4 separate regions of the Sus scrofa genome follow, and all the other regions are linked to region 1. The links are chromatin contacts, called in public Hi-C and promoter capture Hi-C maps. All regions are on one chromosome and are shown on one strand. The core of a region is the stretch at or near the end of the contact, and the rest is flanking DNA. Distances in the headings are between cores, read along the strand shown. Region 1 holds the start of TUBGCP4 (gamma-tubulin complex component 4). Region 2 holds the start of STRC (stereocilin). Region 3 holds the start of TMEM62 (transmembrane protein 62). Region 4 holds the start of PPIP5K1 (inositol hexakisphosphate and diphosphoinositol-pentakisphosphate kinase 1).

Region 1 (2,530 bases), core at 23-2,522:
CTCCCGGGGCCCAGCTACCTCCTGGTAATGAAATCTCCTGAAGCGCTGTCGGAAGGTCTCAGAGTTAGTGCCAGTCCCTCTCAGGGTGGGTTTGGCCATCATTCACAGCAGAAAGCGGCTTTCCTCCATTTAAGGGTCTAGGTTCCAGGGTTTACACCTATCTTCCATGTCCTTGAAGAATCACCTGCAGATGAGTCTCTCTCTGTAAGAAGAATTTCCTCCTAGGGTAGAGAGAGATGGCACTATCAGAAGGAATACACTCATATGTCTAAAGTCTTGCCAGAGCTGGCCTGACTTCCCCTAAGTTCTGCGTGGCCATGTGAGGTAGCACCAACTTCAGGGCAGCAAGCCAAAACTGAGCATGAAGGTGAGAGACCATTCAAAAGCTGCATTTCTGGGCGACTTCCAGGGCAGCCCCGGGGAAGCAGCAGAGAATAAACTACTGACTGCTCCTCTTCCACCCCTCCCCAAGTCTGACCCATTGAGCTCCCCTGGCCAGTGCTGCATAGTGAGTTCAAACCGTAAGGGAGACCTAGAGCTGAGAGGTTTTAAAGGCATGTCACCACCCCGAGGAAGGCAATAGAAAACCCTCTGTCCAGCGGGTCGCCTCTGATCTGCCCCAATACTTCCGCCGTCCTTCCCCAAACCCTCTACGTCCGCCCCGCCCCCTCAGACTCCACCACCACCAATTTCTACCCCAAACAAAAATCAAGTACACAACACTGGGTCTTTGTTTTCCCTCACAGCAGAAGTAATCGCTCAGTAAATATCCGGGAACTACTGACGGGAAATCTCGAGCATTGAGAGAAGTTGGTTTTGACTTCTGAAGCGAGGGCCAGGTGGACTTGGGGAGAGTCACACTGAGTTGGTGGAAAGAGGGAGTCCGAGGGGGCAGTAGTCATGTGTCTCCTGAAGACGAGCTCGAGTGCTGGCCAAGCGCTCCGAGGGCTGCGGTATTCGCGAGTGCGGAGCACAGCTCAAGGAGCGGCGGGTGCGGGGTTCCGGCCTCTTTGTCTTCGCTTTCTGGCCAGGTCACTCTCGGAGCGGTAAGGAGTCCCTCCAGAGGCTTCGGACCGGGGCTAAGGCGCCCTGAGAGCACCCTCTGGCCCACCCCTAGGAGCTTCTCCCACTCGGGATACCCCTCAATCCGCTCGCATCTCTGCCCGTGGGCCAGCCTCACCCACTCGAGGTCTGGCTCCAGCCGGGACTCTCAAGCCTCCCAGTCCAGTTCCCAAACCGGAAGTGAGAGCAGGCGACTAGGGCGCCACAGACGCATGCGCAAGGGCAGCTGCTTAGACACCTCTCGCGGAGCCCCGGCGGGAGCGAGCGAGTGGGCCCAACCGAGCACAGTGCACTTCCGGGACGCGGCTCGCCTATCCCTTCCCTGCTTCCCGTACGCTCTCCGCAGCAGTTCTCTCAGCGGATAAAGTCTGGAGGAACCGCCCGTCCAGGAGGCCTGTGCGCGAGTAGAGAAAGGAATACGCGTTTCCTTGGTCGCCTGGTGAGGCTCTGGAGAAAGGTGCAACGGATATAGGGACCGGAGGTCCGCCGTGGAAATGATCCACGAACTGCTCTTGGCGCTGAGCGGATACCCAGGGTCCATTTTCACGTGGAACAAGCGGGGTGGCCTCCAGGTACAATCCGGCTCAGAGCGCGGGAACTAGCGAGCAGGGAATGGGTGGACCTGAGCCACTGCGTGGGGGAGGAGCCTTAGGGGGCGTGGCTTGCAGAGCTGAGGCGGGGGCGGGGGGGCGTGTCCTTGAGCAGGTAGCTGGAGGGCTGTGCCGGAGGGGCCTACCACGGTGTAAACACCTTGAGAGGTTTGGGCTACGCTGGGAAAAGGAGGGCAGACTCCTGAAAGGCCCTGCCTTGGGGAAGAGGAGGGAATCCAGGGCTGAGCCTAAGGATGAACTATCTGAATGAGAGTTGCTGGGGAACTGGATGTAAAAATGAGGGAGATGCTTTCTCCCATCTTCACACTTGCACTCTGTTTTAAGCTGTTTTGAAAATTTGTCCAAATACGTAGTATCTAACACAGAATACGACTTCAGTCAATTATTTTGAATGAAAAAGTGAATGAGGGTGTTTCCCTCTACTCCTTGACCAGGAAATTTCTTCTCCAGAAGAATTTGGAGGGAGGCCTTCATGTAACCAGGAATGTATGAGAAGGAGGGGCCATGTACTACATGTATTATCTCATTTAACTTCACAACCACCTATCTCCGTTTCACAGATTAACTCTGGTGTCAGGTATTAGGCAGTTAATAATTAGCAAACTTGGTCTTGAACCCAGATCTGTCTGGCTCCAGTATCTGAACCACTCTTCTTTTCTACTTATGCTTCCAGTAGTATTATCTAATCATCTCAACAACATAGCAAGTTAGGTATTGTTAGCCCCAGTTTACAAATGAGCAACTTGAAGCTCAGAGAACTTTATGGTGGCTTGTAGTTTTTGGGTTTTTTGTTTGTTTTGCTGCACACACCTCATCTGCTGCGTGTGGAAGTTCCTGGGCTAGAGATGAAGCCCATG
Region 2 (2,530 bases), core at 10-2,509, 250 kb after region 1:
GCAGTTTCACAATCATTCACAGATATGCGCAGAGTGGTGAAAATTTTGAATTGCCCAATGTGCACATTCCCAGTGAGATCAAACAAGGCAATACTCCACCTTCTGTTCATGTTGTAAGTAAGCGTCCTTTTCATGATCTACTTAGTACCACAGTTTTAGCATTTCTGTGCTTTTTCTTGGTGGTTTCACTGTTTAAAATGGCCCCAAAACTTAGTGCTGAAGTGCTTTCAAGCAATTCTAAATTCAGGAAAGCTATGATGTACTTTAGAGAGAAAACATGCGTTAAATAAACTTTATTCTTAGAGTTCCCATCATGGCTCAGTGGTTAACGAATCTGACTAGCATCCATGAGGACGCAGGTTAAATCCCTGGCCTCACTCAGTGGGTTAAGAATCTGGCATTGTTGTGGCTGTGGCATAGGCCAGCAGCAACAGCTCCAATTCGACTCCTAGCCCGGGAACTTCCATATGCCAAGGGTGCAGCCCTAAAAAGACTAAGTAAATAAGTAAATAAATAAACTTTATACAGGCATGAGTTATGGTTCTGTTGACAATGCTAATGAATCAACAACATATATTAAACAAGGTGTATTTAAACAGAAACACCTACCATAAAACACAATACATAAAACAAAGTTATGTATCCATCCATTGATATTTGAAGATGTGAATAACAACTGGAGAACAAAAGGTTAAACTATGTTCTAAAATTAAAGCTTAATATAAACCATATGTGAAAACATTTATACATTTAGTTCTATCACAACAATATCTAAATCCTAATTTCACTTCCAAAAGGCTCCTTGGGAACCCTCATAGTTACCTGGCACAGAACTTGAATCTCTTCCTTAAGAAGAGTGGTGAGGGAGTTCCCTGGTGGTCTAGTGGTTAGGCTTCATCAGTTTCTTCTGCAGCGCAGTTTCAATACCTGGTCTGGAAACCAAGATCCCATGTCAAACCACTGTATGCTGTGGTTAAAAAAAATAGTGGTGAGGTTAAAGCAGGGATACTAAGTCAAAGCAAGGGTGAAAAGGAAGCTGGAAGATTAATGGATGCATTGTCATTGGGGCTTGATCCTTAGACCTTAAAATGTTTCTACTTAGAAAAAAAATGTTTTTGAACAGATATTATTGCATTGCTCTGGGCTGCTGGAAAGATAATTTTGGGGAAAAACAGAAAGAGGCAAATTCACTGCCTTATTGTAAATTATCATTTATTATTTGGTGATCTTACTTTGGCCTTGTTAGGACCAGAAGGGATTTCTTGTTCATTCCACTGATGTATTCAAATGCCTGTAACATTGTCTGGAACATAGGAACAGAGGAAAGATTCAAATTTGTTGAATCTAGTAGAAATGAACCTAGATCATTTTCATTAAGGAAGGAGTTAAAAAATGAGGCAGTGTGCATCGACCATCCATTTGAGAAGGTGAGCTGTAGAAAGCCAGGAGGGCATCAGTCTCCACATAGCTGTAAAACAGTGCTTTTGAAACTTTCATATTCATATGTAACACCTGATTCAATAGGCCCTGAGGCTGGGACCCGAGAGTCCGCGCTTCTAATGAGTCATCAGGTGAAGCCAATTCTGCTGGTCCTCAGACCACACTTGGAGCACAGCTACTCAAATATACTATTCAATGAGCATCTACTGTGTTGATAGCACCTGTAAGATGTATTAAATAATACTTTCTTACTCTCTTTTGGTATGTTTATTGTATTCTGATCCGGATCCAGATCGCTCATTCAAGAACTAGCCAGACCCAACCCTGCTTAGCTTCTGAGATCAGCAAGATCGTGGATGTTCAGGGTGGTATGGTCATAGACCAATCCAGATCTCACTGGATCATTCCTTTCTTGAAATTCTGTCTTGGCTCTAGGGACATTACTCTAGAACGATTATTCTGTCTCTTCAGCTCTTCACTCTCAGGCTTCTTTATGGCTCCTCTTCTTCCTCCTGTCCCTTAAATGTTCCTGTTTCCCAGGTATCTCTCTCCAGTCTTCTTTCCTTCTATTTGTACTTAGTGGAAATCCTTTGTTTTCTCTAATTCTAGTTGATTGCTTTGGAGTTTCTAGGTAGACAATTTTGTCTAAAATTGTATTTTTAGTTATTCTTTCCAAGTGTTTATGCCATATTTCTGATTTTAGGACTTTAAATACAATATTATATATTGACACATTTATAAAACATTTTTGTTTTGTTCCACATTTTACGGAGCATGAATAAAATGCTTTTCCTTTAATAATAAAGGTGGTTCTTGGTTTTAGATAATCTTACCTCATTCTAAAAATTGAGATCTAACTCACATAACATAAAATTTACCATTTTAAAATGTACAATTCAGGAATTTCTGTTGTGGCTCAGAGGGTTAAGGATTCACCATTGTGGCAAGCTGCAGCATAGGTAGCAGACATGGCTTGGATCCAGCATTGCTATGGCTGTGGTATAGGCTGACAGCTACAGCTCCAAAGCAGCCCCTAGCCAGGGAACGTCCATGTGCTGCAAGTGTGGTCCTAAAAAGAAAAAAAAAAGTG
Region 3 (2,530 bases), core at 10-2,509, 220 kb before region 1:
CATGGTTGATTAAATGCACAGACACCAAACCCCTGGATAAGGAGGACCCTCACTGTCTCTCCAACATGACCTACATTTTCTCACCTTAATGCTTTGGTTCTTGTTATTAGGTCCTAGTGGAAAGTGCTTCTCCCCACCACACTCCCTATCTCTTTCACTCAGAGATACTATCCATACTTTTTATGCCACTTCCCTAAATAAACTTTTCCAGATTTTCTCCAAAGATGTGATCTCTCCAGGTTTAACCTTCCTCTAGTCTTTTATATCTCAGTGTCTCTTGCAGCAAAGGGCATATTCATCTCAAACCCATTTGTGTATTTCTCTCTGTTAACATAAGCTTGTAAGACAGTGGACTATAGCTTTTTAGCTACTTACCATTGTTTCTTTATGTTTTCTGCTTAGATCAATATCTTGCATTCTAACGGTACTCAAAAAATATCTAATGAATTGAAATTGGTATAACTTCAATACTGGCGACATATCCTAATAAAATAACTCAAAAAAGGGCCCTATTTGTATAAAATTGTTTATTCAGAGTAGAAATATGTTTATTCAGAATATTTTTCCAAGACATGTTTATTCAAAAATGTTTATTCAGGAGTTCCCATCATGGCTCAGTGGTTAACGAATTCGACCAGGAACCATGAGGTTGCGGGTTCGATCCCTGGCCTCACTCATTGGGTTAAGGATCCGGCATTGCTGTCAGCTGTGGTGTATGTCACAGACGCGGCTCGGATCCCAGGTTGCTATGGCTCTGGCGTAGGCCCGCAGCTATAGCTCTGATTTGACCCCTGGCCTGGGAACCTCCATATGCCCTGGGTGCCACCCTAAAAAGACACACACACACACACACACACACACACACACACAAAAGACAAAAATGTTTATTCAGAACATAAACCAAAAGTTTAACAATAAGGTAATGCTTAGATAAAGTAAGGGCAAGGCCCAAACATAACTTTTCTTGTACCTAGCCCTTAGAAAGTATTTTAAAATTTATTAAATGAATGGTATAACGCTGTACTATAATATTATGTAACCAAATGTGTGTGGAGTCAGGTTTAGTTAAAAAAAAATTCACGAAACAGATTACATGTACAGAAAAACCTACGGAGTGACGCTGTTAATAGTCAGAAGGGGCCAGATAAAGCCATCTGTCACATTTGTACAGCAGTTTAAAAGGCGTCCTCATACACACTTTGATTCTCACAACAACCCTGTGAAGTACGCTGGGGAGGTATTATTAACACCGGTTTACAGGTAAGGAAACCCACTCACAGGTCAGGAGTGATTGACTAAGGCGGAGCCAGGACGCTGGCCTCCGCCTTCCAGACCGGGCTTCTTCCTTGCCAGCCCTAGGCAACCGCCAGGGCCTTTAGAGTCTCAGTTTCCTTTTCTTCCCCGGCATTACTTTAGCAAACCGAGCTCAGAGACGTAGGCGGCCGGCAGGTGCACAGCGAGGTGCAGGTGCTGGAGGCACCGCCCCAAGCCCTGCGATCATAGAGGCCGGAAGTGTGACCAGAGTAGCTCCTGAGGGCGTCGCTCCGCCCAGGTCCGGGAAGCGAGGGCCGGGCCCCGGCGGGGGAAATGGCAGCAACGCTGGCCATCAGGGTGGTCGCCGGGCTGGCGGCCGCGGTTGTGGCGGCGATGCTCCTGGAGCACTACGGCCTGGCCGGTCCTCCCTCATCACTGCCGCAGCCGCGCACCCCCCGGAGCCCGCACCCTGCGCCGGGCGCCGGAGCCAGCAACATCTTCTGGGGTCTGCAGGTGACGTAGCTGGAGCCCAGGTGGAGGGTGGGTGGTGCAGGGTTGGCACCCGGCGGTGAGAAGCCGGTGAGACGCCAGCCATTTCTTCGGGGGCGCGGCTCGCCGGACTGGGCCCAAAACCGGGGCTGGAAGGCACGGTCCTTCCCTGGGGGTTAGTGGATGCACAGCGTCCTTGCCTCCCCCTCCGCCCCGCAAGAGAGCCGCTGGGTCGCCTCTGCCCTTGCTGCCTCTTCCTGACTCCGGTATCTCTTTAATACCTGCTTTTGGCAGATATCCGACATTCACCTGAGCAGGTTTCACGATCCAGGCAGAGCTATAGACTTAGAGAAGTTCTGTTCTGAAACAATTGACATCATTCAACCAGCTCTCGTCCTAGCAACAGGTAGGGAGGATTGCTGTGCTGTCATGTTATTCCGCGGTCTGAATGGAAGCATGCTAGCCAGGGCTTGTAGCTTTTTACTTTGGGGACGTTAGGAAAACTTCAGCCACAGCCTCAGGCGAATCCTCCTGTAGAAGGTATGGGACATTATAATTTCCTTTGCCTACGGATAACTGAGTCAAGATCCAGACAAAATGACTTGCCATAGCTAGGTTTTTTCCAAGCGGTAGAAACAAGGGTCGTGATTCTCATGTTAGTGTTCCCTCTGCTGTGTATCCGAATCTATTTGTTGTTTGTTTTTGTTATTGCAGTTGTGGATTTAAAAGAGAATTAGCGAAAACTCTAACCAGAGACCGAAAGTTTTCCTCTTCCTTCTCCTCTTCT
Region 4 (2,530 bases), core at 12-2,511, 220 kb after region 1:
AATACTTCCAACACAGTAAAACCTCTCTGGCCACCAGCAGTATTTCCTTCAATAGTGGACCCCTTAGTTCCTTCTCAATGTAATTTTTTTTTTTTTTTGCCTTTTTTAGGGCTGCACCCACAACACATGGAAATTCCCATGAGCTAGGGTTCGAATCCAAGCTGCAGCTGCCAGCCTACACCACAGTCACAGCCATGCCAGATCCGAGCTGCGTTTGTCACCTACACCACAGCTCATGGCAACGCCAGATCCTTAACCCACTGAGCAAGGCCAGAATCAAACCTGCATCTTCATGGATACTAGCTGGGTTCATAACCTGCTGAGCCACAACAGGAACTCCCTTGATGTAACTTTTAATCTTTCATACATACCCTTATTCTGATACTGATGAACTATGCTGATGCCCTTGTTTTCAGGATCAACTCACTCATACTGCCTTCTTTCTCCAGCTTGCTAAAATGACTCTTCACTGACTCCTCCTAACCACTGCTAACAGGGACTGCTGCCCCCTCCTCCATCACTGACCAACCGATCCAATTAACCATCCAACTAATCCTCTCACTCACTGAGTCTCTAGCCTTAAGCAGTCCTCCAAACCCTCAGATGAGTCACCACACTTGGTAACATATTTATATGGAACATCACTGATTCCCCACAAAGACTGTCTGAGCGCCACTCTCTCCCCACCTACCTCTCTCCAGGCTCACCTTCTCTCCAGCAACCCCTTCCTCCGCAAGATGTGACTCCACTCCCACCCCTCCTCACACAGACCTCTCCACCCTGACCCTCTCCCCTGCAGACTCTCGTGCTCAGCCGGACCCCCTCTTCCTCGTGCAGACAGTCTCACGCCCACCTCTGCTCTCGCTGCCCCTCTCCTCGGTCCTCTCCTCACACAGCTCCGGGTCAGAATTACCACCTCCCCATCCCGACTCCTTTAGCCTTTGCCCGCCCCCGCCTTCCCCGCCTCACTCTCCCTTCGCTGACATTGAGGCCTCTCCCCTAGGTCTCTTCCCAGCGTTGCCCCCAGCTGCTGCTAAGCAGGGCCCTCAGCACTAGCGGAGCCCACTCTACTCAGCCCACCCCCTCAGATACCGCCCCCAGCCCCCAGCCACTCCCCCACCGCCCCCGGCCCTCACTCACCCGCCTCCCTGAGCTCGCGCAGCCGAACCTGCCGGCAGCGACACCTGACAGCGGCCCAATCAAAGCGCGACTTCTCTTCGCTGCCACCAATCAGCGGAGGGCGCGCACCGGCGGCAGAGTCAGGCTGCGTTGGCCGGCGCTACTGCGCGGAGGAGGGTGGCCTCTAGTGGCTCTGGGGAGGAGGTGCAACGTAATGTTCTCTGATTTCTAACTGCGTGGCCGACAGTCCAGATGCTCTCTGTCTAGACAGAAACTTTCCAATGAGAGGAAGGTGGGGTGCGGGGGCACGATGCAGGGGAAGAGGCCCAGTTTACGCCACTGCACCTTCTTGAGGACAAAACCAGGTCTTGTTTGTATTGTAAAATAAAACGATATGTGATAGGCGTAGAGATCCAATGAGTGTTGGTTGCAAATGTTAACGGACTAGAGAAGGCTTGTCTCCAAGGCTGGAGACAAAAACAGCGACAGAAACAAATCAGAAAGTTAAGGGCTAGAACAGAGAGACTTATTTATGGATGGGACAAGAAAATGCATGGACTTGGAAGGCTGAGTCAGTGGATTTCTATCTCCCTACTCTGCTTGCTCTCACCCTCTAGACTTGTTTGAATCCTGGGCCTTGCCTTTAATAGCTGTGGAGCTTTGGACAAGTCACTGAAATTCCCTCAGCCTCTGTTTTCTCACCTGTAAGAGTGTGGGATTAGAAACCCTAATCACAGGGTAGTGATTATATGAAAGTATTTTGTATGTTTGTGTTATTACTAATCTTGCATCCTCACTAAGGTTTTCCTGGTTCAAAACAATTCCAAGTTCCCCAGTTCTTCTCTGCAACTTAGCACTTTTTCAGTCAAATGCCTCATTATACTGACCCCAAGTCGTCCCGAATGACTTGGACTAACCCTAAGAGAAAGAGATTCTGAAAAAGCAGGACCTTATGATCCTTCCCTGCCCACCCCCTGAATCCTCCACCTGCCTTTTGACTGTAGAAAAACTTTAGTCAAGGAGTAAGTTTAATCAGAGACACAAGAAAATGCAGAAGCAAAGGAAAAACAGTCAAACAAGACCAAATAATAATAGTCATTAAGACATTTAGTTCCTTCTCAAGGGCTGTAGATGATATTCTGAGCCATATCCTGTGAGCTGTTTTGTAGGTACTGAGCCCAACTCCCACCATGTGGAAAAAAGTTAACTACATGATGACCAGGCTGTAGCCATGACATGCTACCATAATTCTGAGAACTGGCCTCAAGGAAATGGCAATAAACCCACCCTGAAACTGAAGACTAACTGTACTTAAAACAATCAAGAGGACATTGATCAGACCAGCACATGACCAATCTCAAGACGACTGTCAGAGCTAACTGCTGTTTCTGCCTGTAGCCCCCCTCCCTTT

Evidence for each region. Promoter capture Hi-C pulls out the DNA fragments that hold promoters and counts their contacts. A called contact is a pair of places that touch in the nucleus more often than the background predicts.
Region 2: a promoter capture Hi-C map of fetal skeletal muscle shows a contact between it and region 1, with 2.8 times the contacts expected there. The contact joins the promoter of STRC here to the promoter of TUBGCP4 in region 1. A contact is called at or near these places in 2 of 5 promoter capture datasets (fetal skeletal muscle and liver), 1 of 47 Hi-C or Micro-C datasets (liver) and 1 of 2 datasets of contacts at active chromatin or transcription factors (alveolar macrophages).
Region 3: a contact with region 1 is called in a Hi-C map of epiblast stem cells, with 1.9 times the contacts expected there. The contact joins the promoter of TMEM62 here to the promoter of TUBGCP4 in region 1. A contact is called at or near these places in 1 of 47 Hi-C or Micro-C datasets (epiblast stem cells) and 1 of 2 datasets of contacts at active chromatin or transcription factors (alveolar macrophages).
Region 4: a promoter capture Hi-C map of fetal liver shows a contact between it and region 1, with 2.5 times the contacts expected there. The contact joins the promoter of PPIP5K1 here to the promoter of TUBGCP4 in region 1. A contact is called at or near these places in 2 of 5 promoter capture datasets (fetal liver and liver), 2 of 47 Hi-C or Micro-C datasets (embryonic fibroblasts and psoas muscle) and 2 of 2 datasets of contacts at active chromatin or transcription factors (alveolar macrophages and skeletal muscle).

Annotation. Positions count from the first base shown.
Region 1 is chr1:128,082,781-128,085,310 of Sscrofa11.1, reverse strand. It overlaps TUBGCP4 (gamma-tubulin complex component 4), which reads left to right and starts at 1,272. Exons shown (of 18, transcript XM_021096979.1): 1 at 1,272-1,634. The coding sequence starts at 1,557. ZSCAN29 (zinc finger and SCAN domain-containing protein 29) reads right to left here and starts at 1,246. Exons shown (of 7, transcript XM_005659684.3): 1 at 717-1,246; 2 at 1-221. The coding sequence starts at 102.
Region 2 is chr1:127,829,488-127,832,017 of Sscrofa11.1, reverse strand. It overlaps STRC (stereocilin), which reads right to left and starts at 1,259. Exons shown (of 31, transcript XM_013993078.2): 1 at 1,233-1,259; 2 at 823-932. It also overlaps a transcript of CATSPER2 not described here.
Region 3 is chr1:128,304,857-128,307,386 of Sscrofa11.1, reverse strand. It overlaps TMEM62 (transmembrane protein 62), which reads left to right and starts at 1,259. Exons shown (of 13, transcript XM_021097060.1): 1 at 1,259-1,767; 2 at 2,038-2,149. The coding sequence starts at 1,588. MIR9838 (microRNA 9838) reads right to left here and starts at 2,066; the gene lies at 1,995-2,066.
Region 4 is chr1:127,864,218-127,866,747 of Sscrofa11.1, reverse strand. It overlaps PPIP5K1 (inositol hexakisphosphate and diphosphoinositol-pentakisphosphate kinase 1), which reads right to left and starts at 1,261. Exons shown (of 30, transcript XM_021096881.1): 1 at 1,141-1,261.